3 separate regions of the Mus musculus genome follow, and regions 2 and 3 are each linked to region 1. Evidence: chromatin contacts called from public Hi-C and HiChIP or PLAC-seq data. All regions are on one chromosome and are shown on one strand. Each heading gives the region's core, a stretch centred on a gene start, on an enhancer-like site or on the middle of the called end of the contact. The rest is flanking DNA. Distances are from core to core; before and after follow the strand shown. Region 1 has its middle 290 kb from the start of Gm31326. Region 2 overlaps Ephb1 (Eph receptor B1). Region 3 overlaps Ky (kyphoscoliosis peptidase).

Evidence for each region. A called contact is a pair of places that touch in the nucleus more often than the background predicts. HiChIP or PLAC-seq counts read pairs in DNA pulled down with a chosen protein or histone mark.
Region 2: a contact with region 1 is called in an H3K4me3 HiChIP or PLAC-seq map of embryonic basal ganglia, with 4 times the contacts expected there. The contact joins two enhancer-like sites. A contact is called at or near these places in 2 of 484 Hi-C or Micro-C datasets (nephron progenitors and uterus), 6 of 115 datasets of contacts at active chromatin or transcription factors (embryonic basal ganglia, embryonic forebrain, embryonic hindbrain and 3 more) and 1 of 9 other capture datasets (embryonic stem cells).
Region 3: a Hi-C map of cerebellum shows a contact between it and region 1, with 2.9 times the contacts expected there. The contact joins two enhancer-like sites. A contact is called at or near these places in 1 of 39 promoter capture datasets (the 3T3-L1 cell line), 7 of 484 Hi-C or Micro-C datasets (cerebellum, cerebral cortex, cortical neurons and 4 more), 6 of 115 datasets of contacts at active chromatin or transcription factors (differentiating embryonic stem cells, embryonic basal ganglia, embryonic forebrain and 3 more) and 1 of 9 other capture datasets (embryonic stem cells).

What each region holds. Positions count from the first base shown.
Region 1 is chr9:101,688,828-101,692,075 of GRCm38.p6, reverse strand. No RefSeq gene overlaps it. Among named protein-coding and RNA genes, the nearest start is that of Gm31326, 290 kb to the left of the region's middle. Within about 2 kb of position 1,810, at least 37 of the 459 cell types and tissues checked have an H3K27ac peak or open chromatin away from gene starts, as enhancers often do. A contact at or near this core is called in cerebellum and embryonic basal ganglia, where this site is marked.
Region 2 is chr9:102,247,310-102,250,643 of GRCm38.p6, reverse strand. All of the region lies in intron 1 of Ephb1 (Eph receptor B1), which reads left to right. Among named protein-coding and RNA genes, the nearest start is that of Gm31233, 39 kb to the right of the region's middle. Within about 2 kb of position 1,298, at least 11 of the 459 cell types and tissues checked have an H3K27ac peak or open chromatin away from gene starts, as enhancers often do. A contact at or near this core is called in embryonic basal ganglia, where this site is marked.
Region 3 is chr9:102,526,917-102,530,668 of GRCm38.p6, reverse strand. Ky (kyphoscoliosis peptidase) reads right to left here. Exons shown (of 11, transcript NM_024291.3): 8 at 2,652-2,769. Among named protein-coding and RNA genes, the nearest start is that of Ky, 23 kb to the right of the region's middle. Within about 2 kb of position 2,303, at least 26 of the 459 cell types and tissues checked have an H3K27ac peak or open chromatin away from gene starts, as enhancers often do. A contact at or near this core is called in cerebellum, where this site is marked.

The sequences.
Region 1 (3,248 bases), core at 561-3,060:
GTAAGTTCTGTGTCTCTGGTTCCTGGTTGGCTGGCACATAGTAGGCATTCAATGAATATTTAATGAAAGAATCATTAGACACTATTTAACTTGATTTCAGTTTTCACTGGCATCTGGGAAAAAAAACCCTTCCCAGCCCTAAGCACTACATGGGTCTCTCTTCAACTGAAGCATAGGAGTTGGCAGAATCAGGACAGATATCTAACCTGAGAAGATGACAATGGAAAATAGCAGTGAGATTAGTGCAGTGGGCCAGTGCTGGTGACTTTAGAAGGAACCCCTCAAATTGTGGTTGTCTTTCTGTTTCCGTGGGAGAGCGAGTCACAACATGACGGACTGCAGAAGCAACTGAGCTTAAGATTCTTACTACAGCAGAAGACACCAGGAAAGGAACAGTTATGGGAAGGGCCTCAGGATAGGGCAATGAGGAGGACATCAAGTCCAGGGATGAACCAGGTAGCCTCAGACAGTGACATCAGACACATAACGAAGGTGCCGAGTCTTCATTACCCTGCCCGTCTTGTCAGCAGGAGGGCTGGAGGGTCCCCAAGAGCCATGTGTCCAGATGGACCATACCAGGAGAAACGCCATGTGTAGCTAGTTCTTTGGAGGTGCCTGTGACCCAGTGGGTAACAGTTCTATTCCTTTTCTAGAAATTAAAATAAATAAGCAAGAGAAGCAATCTGGAGGCTTCCCGATACAGATGAGGGAACCATCCGTTGCTCAGTTTTGTCTTCCTAGAAAGGGCAGATGCCAAACATGATCTTCCCCTGTTCTGCTGGTACATTATTTTCCCCCTTCTTTGCAGGCTGGCTTTTCTCGGCTGTCTTTTTGAATACCTCGAGCAGAACACCCCTGTCTTGTTAATGACTTCAAAGATACCAGGTCCACTGTGCAGCGAGTGATAAAAATGTACACAGCATGTGTTGGATAAATTAATAAACTCTCTGGAGCCTACGAGTCCTCAGGCCCAGCAGCACCGTAATGAAATGTTATTCTGAAGTGGAGGAGGTGGGAAGGAGAAGGGGAGCAGTATTTAATATATGCAAATTAACTAGTATGCAAATTGTCACTAAGTTAAAAATAACGGACTGCGAGAGGAGCCCATTTTTTAAGCAGCTTGTTTATTCATTAGCCTAATTTCCATTATCAATCCTTCTGTTTTCTTCTTTATTAAGTACTCACATTTGGGGAAGTTTGCTTCCTACAAATTGTGTTTTACTCCAAAAACCCATAACAATGCTTAAAACAATCACCATATATTAGCTTCTCTCTGTCTCCTTGATTTTGCCCTTAGCGAGCATCCTTTCTTTTCTTCCTGTTGCTTACCTCTCCTGGTCTTCCCTATCTCGGTTCTCCGGGACCTTTTGTTTCATTGCTGAAGGCGGCTCCTACACGGCAAGGGGCGAAGTGAGGAGAAGCCGCTTGCCTTAAAAGATCTTATTCTAAGGACCCCTTCTCCCAGGCGCTCACCTGGATAGGGTGGACGTTGCCACGCAAAAAGCAGCCCAGTTTGTTTTGTAGACCACCAGCATCCCCTGGCTAAGTAACAGAACAGCCAGAAAAATGCTCATCCCGATTCGGGTCTGTATATGGCCTCCTCAGCTTGAGACAGACCTTATATACAATGTTAAGACAAATTGGCATCCAAAATCCAACTCTTTTGTCTCAAGGAGCCGAGCCGCCACCTCGCTATGTGCAAGCTCTGGTGCCCCCTCGAGGCCAAGAACGGAACAGACCGTGGAGAGTCCTGGCAGATGCTGAAGTAGGCAGGAGGGTTCACACAAAGCCTTTGGTTGAAGCTTTCAGAAAGCAGGCTCCTTGAAAGAGGGGGCGCCTGTGAGCAGCTGTGGAGGGGGACTTATGGGTTTAGCCTTCCCTAAAGCTGCAAGGCTGAAAGGTTGGTTATTGTTTCAGCTGTTGTCATTTTGCACGTGGTTTTTAATCACATTGTTAATTTGGGCAGTAAAATAGGGTTTTCCAGGTTTTTCTCTGAACGTGCTGCTAGATAGCATCTGTACAGGCTCTGTGCCCCTGGCATGTGCATCTTAGATGTTGAAAGGCACACATTGAGGCTCAGGATTCTCATGCCCTTGGAGTCCTGTGGCCAAGCTACCCTGGGAACCCAAGGCTGGTCACCCCAGGATCCCCACTGCATACCTGAATATGCCAAATGATTTCACAGTGACCACAAATTCCCAGAGCAGATAATTCCAGCTACAGCGGTCACTGGTGTTTATAACCTCCCAAGAGACATACTATGTCAGAGGGGGGAAGCTATGGTTTTCATCTCTTCACTCGGGGTCTGAGCTTTGGTCAGCTCCCCTACCCCCACAGGCACACACACTAAAGTACCCATTACTCAAGGGCAATGGCATCAAATGTAAAGGGTCACACTTAGGCAGCTGCCAGAGATCAGCTGCAGACAGGAGGTGGCTAGGGACTGAATTTACATCAGCTTCTGAGCCTCTAGTCCAGACAGCAATCTCCCAAAGCTCTTAAAAAAATGGTGTCAAATGGCCAAAGACCTTCAAGAGACAATGGCATCAGAAATGGTCTCTGACACTAAATGCTGAGGGGAACCAGAAAGATAAATCATTATCATTTAAGCTCTGCGCGTTTTTTTAGACATAGTGTTTTTGCAATGTTTCCATAGAATGAAGAAATAAATCACCCTGCCCTTGACACTTTTAATAACTTTAAGAATGTGGTTAGGGTAATACTTAACTTTATTGACATATTGTATGGTTCATCCATCTCATCAAATGTCAATGAAACTTCGATGAGTATTAACTGAGGGCCCATAATACACTAGGAACTGGCTAGAAACACCCCCTCCCCCCGCCGAGTTCTCAAGTACCTTCCAGAAGCTCTCACTCACCGGCTTGACTGCTTCTGTGGAAATCGATCGCCTAGAAGGTTGTGCTTGAGGTTTGGAAGCTGGGACTCAGCAGAATCTAGCTAGGGAATTTGGTTTGCTGACTTTGGGGGGAGGGGGGAAATCCCTTCTTGGACTATTTGTGAGTATTCTCAGATTTAGGTGCCTCCTGTGAGCTTGGGACACAGACATGATAAATGGCCATTGGACAGTTGTGCTCCAGAGAGTCTGTGCAGCTTCTATAACTCAAGGTGGGCTCTGGAATTGCCTGGTCTCTACTTTCACAGAACAGGAAATAAGCCCAGGTAGGATCAACTCTTCAAAGTCACAATGCTACAACATAGCAGAACACTTGAAAATTGACTGTCTT
Region 2 (3,334 bases), core at 49-2,548, 560 kb before region 1:
ACAGCTACTCACTGACCACACAGGTTAGCATGCCAGCGTAGATGGAGGAGATCCCACAAGGCTCCACCCCTCGATGAAGAACCGCAGGCAGCCAATGGCTGGGGATGAGAGAAGGATTACTTTTCTCCAGGGGTAATCATTCTGACTGGTATCCAATCGTAGGTGGTCAGCCCTAAAGACATGCTCATGCCAGCAAGACTAAAGAGATGCCGGAGGTTGTAGATATATGTAACTCTAATGATTACGGAAGGAGAAGTCATGAATCCGAGGAGTTTGGGAGAAGGTTACGTTGAAGTAGGAGAGGAAGAGGTGGAGACGATGAAAATGAGAGCGTATTTACATATGAAATTCTCAAAAAAAGGAGAAAGAAATACAAAGCATGTGAGAAAAGCACCAGACATCGATTATGCCTTCCACATGCACACATGTGTAGGTGCACTGCCACATACATGTCCATGTGCACACAGCTGCGCATGGGCATCCACACACACACACAAATGAATCAGCATGGGAGCCTTCCCATTTTTTGCAACAAACAACTTTTCAGAAGGCCCTGGGGTCAGAGTCCCCTCGCATCCAGCTGCATCTGTGTTCTGCAGCACTAGCTGCCCTGCAGAGATGGGCATCAGCTAGTAAACGAAGCAGGTAGGGTTGGAAGGAAAGAGGCTCCTGAAATTCTTACAAGTTGCTCAGTGCTTTAATCCTATTGTTCTCTGGCTGCTAAGCCCAGAACCTGATGAATTCCAAGGAAACTGATGAGTGCCCTTCAGCCTGTTTGTGGGCTGGGCAGTTTCATGGAGATCCCAGTATAGAAACTGTGCCTGGGAAGGGAAAGCCCTATGAGGGCTGTGGACCTCATTGGTTGTTGCTTTAATGGTTTTGACTGAGCACTCGGAGGCAATGCAATAAGCTATTCCTGAACACCGTTTACAGAAGGTAATAGCCCTGGCCCTTTGCACCATGCAGCCTGGCAAGGATGCTGGCTTTGGGTGGGCAAGAGGGGAGTGCTCTGGACACCCTGGGATCCGTGTTCCATGCAGTACTCTGCTCTCTCCGAGGGATCATTTTCTTTTGGGAACTGGATTCTGCCCTCTGATTATCGCTACTCATGGTCTGTTTGGTTTTTCTCCATTTAACTCCCACACTCATTTTGCGCATGAATGAGCACAATGAAACCAGTTTAATTTGCTGTTAATTCCCTGTTTAAAATATTCTCTTCTGTTTAAGGGACATAGCCCCTTTCATCTCACGGAGGCAGCTCCTGAAAGAAAGCAGCTGCTAGCACTGTGCCAGTATTGGGGGCTGCCGTGGGTGGGGGGGTCAGCCTGGGCCAGAGCTGCTGTGGCCCACAGGATGGGAGGGGCCGTCATAGCAGGTGAACTCAGGGGCTGAAGGAGGAAAGCCTGCAGTTATTGGGCCTTTGTAACTGCTGAGCTGGGGATGGATGGCTCTGAGTGGGAGAAAGTTCACAAGTGAGGTAGATATTCTATGAGGTTGTTGGTAGAGAGACATTGCACACAAACCAAGAGTAGTGTCTTTTGATTCAAAGTATATGTGACGGAGGAGGTTAATTCTGCCGCTGACTCCAGAGTTAAGGGAAGAACGTTTGACTGTGATTTAGGCAAAACAAACTTTTAAGGTTGCTTCAAAGCATCTAACTACAGTGTTGATGCAATTTGTTCAAGCTCCTTTAGCAAAAGAGGTCTGGGTTTGGCAAATATGTTCTTGTTGGGCCAGTCTTGCCTAGCTCTTTCTCTTAACCAGGGGCCTTTGGGGAATATAGTTCTTGCACCACAAGGCAGAGTGCTGGGTCCCAGGCGGGGCTGCATCTTGAGAGACAAACGATCTCTTTGGAAGGAGAATCTGAAAAATTGAAGCAGGGAGCTTATCTGCCCTCCCACCCCAGCATTGTTTACCACAGCCTCTCAGGCTTACAAGGAGATAGCAGCCAGATGGGTGGTACTTAGCTCTTACAAGGGCCTGCCCCCCATCAGTGACTGAGTCAGTATCTCCCTCTGTTAGTATAGAGCTTTTTTTCTGATCTCCTAAGTTGCAGGTGGAGGAAGGTTGGCAGTCATCAGGGGTACCAGTCTTTGCTAACTTTCCTGCTTGAGTCGGAAGGAGTACTGGATAAAGGAGCCTCAGGAGATTCCACAAAGCTGACATTTCATGCCCGTGAGGGCACAGGCCCCCAGCTTCCTTTCTGATCATGGATTCTGCCCATTGCAGCCACTGCTTGCCTCTCACCTCCACACTCAGCCTCCCCCCTACCCCCACCTCCAAGTATATTAGAAGATGACAAGATTCATCCATCAGTCAGGCACATCTGTGGAGAACGCCTGCTGGATAAAGTCGTGTGCATAGGGACGGAGGTCTGGAAGGCTAACGACACAGGAGGATCAAAGGCTGCAGGTGCTCCAGTGGCTTTGTGGGCGATAGAGTGGCCGGAAGACCTGCCATGCTTTTCTTTCATAGCCATTTTCTAAGCAATGTGAGGACAAATCAGAATGGTCCGAGGCTGGCTTCTGGGTCCTACTAGCCCACAGCATCCTGGTCATGCTGTGACCACACTCAACACTGTCTGCAGCCTGACCCTTTTTTTTTTTTTTTTTTTTTTTTTTGGCAGCCAGGACATTTGCCTGGTGGGAGCTCCTGAAGGTTGTTCTTGTACCCAAAAAGCCACATCTCTGCTTCCCCATCCCATCCCCCCACCTCGGAAGGGGGATCTGTGCTTTAAAACACTGGTTTGCCTGTGTTAATTAGCTCTTAACTAATTGGGCCACACAAATGATGTTCCATTATACACATTCTTTTTCTGTTTCTACAGATTACTGTTTGGGAGACACGTCTTCAGGCCTCCCATTCCTCCCCCTACCCCCGGCCCCTGCCACTCCCAAGTCCTTCCTATAATTTAAGGCATTGCCTTAACCTTCTTGCAAGACGCCTTCCTTCTGTGGTGAGTCCAGGCTTTCCCATTCTGCTCTTCTCTGCAGGGTCCTGGTGGGCTCTGCTAGTTATCCCCAAAGAGTCCTGTGAAGTCTGAGGCAGTGAAAGACTTTCTCAGGGCACATAGAAACCCTGGGGTTATGACTTTGCCACAACCTTCCCAGAACCTTGAAAGCTGGACTTTGTCCTCAATGAACTTCCCCAACCCACTGCTCTGGTGCTCCTGAAATCAGAATCGGTCATGCCAAGCCAGCAAACACCATCGAGTACAGAGCCAATGGCTTAGACATTTGCCTGCCTGCTCCGGAGGACATCACCACACCCAGAGACCACCTCAGATGCTCCAAACAATTTGTGCCAATTCAGCCACGGAGCAAGTAGGGAATAG
Region 3 (3,752 bases), core at 1,054-3,553, 840 kb before region 1:
TCTTGTAGACAACCCTAATAAAATAGAGTGGCCCCCAAAGTCATGAAAATAGGAGTGGGGGAGTCTGTTAGGAAGAAGGGGTTTAGTGGGAGGGGAAGGAGGTGAGGGGACTATGGGGGAGACATTCAAAGTATAATATGCATATGAAATTGTGAAAGAATGAATCAACTAGAAAGAAAATCCAGGGTCTGGAGAGATGCCTCAGTGGTTAAGAGCACTGACTCGTCTTCCAAAAGTCCTGAGTTCAAATCCCAGCAACCACATGGTAGCTCACAACCATCTGTAATAGGATCTGATACCCTCTTCTGAAGGCAGCTACAGTATACTCCTCTATATAAAATAAAATAAATACTTCTTAAAAAAATAAACCTCAAAACAAAACCCATCATGAGAAAAAAAGAAAAAGAAATCCAAGTGTTTTCAAATTTACAAATTCCTATGAAAACAACCACATTCTGAAAGATGCCAGGCAGGCACTGAAAACCCGGTGGTGTTCTGTTATTCAAAAGAAAACACACACGTCTGCCAGGCATATCCTTCTTGCTTCTCACCATTCTGAAAATGCCTATTAAAAGCCTACTGTGTGTAAATGCCAATTGAGGGTCTACTGTGTGGAGAATTCTGGGCCAGATGTTCTCAGAGAGGCAGAAGAGGGGCGGGGGATTAAGACACAGGAAGAAAGGCACATAGAGAGAACTGTGCTGAGAACAAGCCAGAGAAGGCACATGGGTGTCACTGTCACCTGGGAAGGGACATGGGTGTCACTATCACCTGGGAAGGCACGTGGGCGTCACTATCTCAACTCTACCTAGGTGATTCAGAGCCAATTAGTTGTTTTCCTTGTCTTGTACATTTTGGAGACTATTTACAGAAAGCATTTTTTTTTTTTTAATTCAAAAAAGTTATTAGTGGGCTGACAAGATGGCTTAGTGGGTAAAAGCACTTGCCACCAAGCCTGGTTCAATTCCCTCATGTTACAAAGACAGAGTTGACTTTTGAAAGTTGACCTCTGACCTTCACATGAATGCTATGACATGTATATGCCTCCCCTCTCCCCCGCCCCCAGAGAGACAGAGGCATAACTAACTAACTAACTAACTAAACATAATATAGTTAAAAAAATTATTAGCAGAACAGTTGTTGCATACCCATAATCCCAGCACTTAGGCCAGCCTTGCCACACAGTGAATTCAAAGCGAGCCTGAGCTACAGAGCTAGAGTCTGTCTGGAGCACCATGGGAGGGCTAAGGCTTAGTGGTAGATTGTTTGTTTTCCCTGGGAAAGGCCCTGGATTTGATTCCTCATCATCACCTGGAGTAAAGAGCTACAAGATGAAAACCTAATGTAACTCACACAAGTTAGTAGACAAGGTCAGATGTCAAAGGATAGGAAGGAGGCTCTGGGGTGGGGCCTAGAGAAATGCCAGGAAGGGCTGTGCACTCATGGGAAGCGGAAGCGGAAGTGTTGTGTGAGTGTTGCTTCGAGGTGCAGAGCCAGCAGGTGGCTGAGGTCAAGTTTTGGAGGACTTTGAAAGACACTGGGAACCCAGGGACAGGGATGCCCAAAGACAATGGGGCACCTGGCTCTGGGGCTGGGGATGTCACTGGGAACTTGGAGAAGTAGAAGGTACTGCTGGAGGGAGAACAGTGGGTCAGCCAGCATGGATCCTGCCCAGGTTGTCTCTGAGGCTAGGGTCCCAGAGATGGGAAGTGGAAGTTTGGAGCAGGGAGTTGGGCAGGAGGGCTAGAGGGACCCAGAACCAGGTATCTGCCTATACCTGGAAGCGGTAATACAGGGTTGGGAGGCACTGGAGCTCAGGCCGAGAATGGGTTGTGTGCATCTCAAGACAGGGCACACACAAGTGCACACAAGGCCACAGGGGACCAGCAGCACAACGCTAAGCCATGCCAGCTGCTCGACTGGAGAGCATCTGTTACTGTGGTTTGACAACTGCCACCTGCAGTCCCGATAGGTGGACACTGGGTATCTGAGACCTACTCACAGCTTTTCAGGGACATAGCCAATCACTCACTTCCTGCTTGTTCCCTAGGAGAACCCAGGTGACCTCAGAAATCCATCCGTATGGCTCCCCCGGACTTGAGACTGTCTTGATGTTACCAAGAATTACTTCAGCCAGTTCTCCCACTTGGGCCTGTGTCTGTGCCATAGCTCTGAGAATGGGGCCCCAAGGCACAGAGAACCACTTCCTGGCTACTGAGCTTTCCTACCAATGGATCTTTCCAAGCACGGCCCCTCTCCCTCCTCAAAGGACAGCCTTTCATAGTCTCCTTGGCGTCAGCGGCCACTGTCCTCTGGCTTCCAGGCCTGCCATTCTTTTAACCTTCAGCTGCACAGTGAAGGGAGAAGGCAGAAAAGGGGCCTTTTATAACCAAATTATCTTTGTGCATTCATCTGCCATTATGTTAATGCATGGCGAAGCCCGGCAGATGGTCCAAAGTCAATTACGCTGGTGTTAAAAAGGGAGAAATTGACCTTTTCAGGACTCACTTGGATTCCCCGGCAGAGTTTGCAAACTCAAGCTCCAGACCTGGCAATGGGGGCAGAGGCACAGAGGGACGAAAGAGAAGAAAGAAGCAGGCAGTCGGGTGACAGCCCGGGGACTCTTGCTTATCACAGGCTGTCTTTCATACCTGCACATCCTTTCAAAGAGGCCGGCGTAACCATCACAGTTGGTCTTCTGGGTCCTCAGGATGTCAGTGGGTTTGAAGGCCTGGCGGTCCTTCTCCTGGGCAGCCTCAACGTCGTACTCTGGAGGACAGAGGAGGCGGCTGTGGGCACGCAAGGCTCCCAGGTGCACGAGGATGGCTCAGTGAGGAAGGGAAAGCCACAGAGCCCATAGGATAGCCTTCACCCCCCAGCTGTGCTCAGGAGGAAATGGTGGCATGAACAGAAACAGGACCCCAACCTAGCCAGATGTGGTCACCTTTTGTGTAGGTGGCAAAAGGGACATCGCGGCCAAAGCGGAGAGGACCACCTGGTCCTCATAGCGCACACCTTTAATCCCAGCACTCAGAAAGTAGAGGTGGGCAGATAGATCTCTGTGAATTCAAGACCAGCCTAGTCTACATAGTGAGTTCCAGGCCAGCTAGGGCTGCCTAATGAAACCTTGTCTAAGAGGGGGAAGAAAGCTGGTGGTGGTGTAGGGAAGGAGGCACCCGCCCTCAGGTTCAGACCTTGGGTGACTACATTTTCTAAGTTGCACCTGGAGGACAAAGAAGAGCCTCGGGGAATCCAGGTGGGACACTGGCTGTTCTTCATGTCAAAGGAACAAGGGTCCACCCCGCCACTCAGTTGGCCACCATCTCCCCCACTTGCAGGCTTCAGCAAGGGAAGCCTGTGACTTGTCAGGACCTGGCAAGATTCCCTTAACTGTCTCTCAGAGAGCAGTGGGCAGCCGCTCAGGCCCAGGTTTCTAAGATGGCTTGGAGAACCCTGGGAGTAGGTGGAAGCCAGCGGCCGGGGACACAGGTGGGACAGCAGGAGACAGGAATATGAGCACTTGCCCTAGCTGGCACTTGTCTTAGGACCTTCTGGTGTTCATACAGCTGTGTCCTCCTCAGTCTGTGGTCACCCTCTTGGTGATGGGCCGTCCTGGGTTCTCATCTCTGTAGAGCGGGGCTTACTAGGAATCCTGGACCCAGGGAGGTCAGCTTCTGGGTGAAGGCCCAGTTCAGAAGGGTGGCTTTTACCTTCCTTGGTTACTTCAGGCACGTCCCCCTGACCTAACTCCT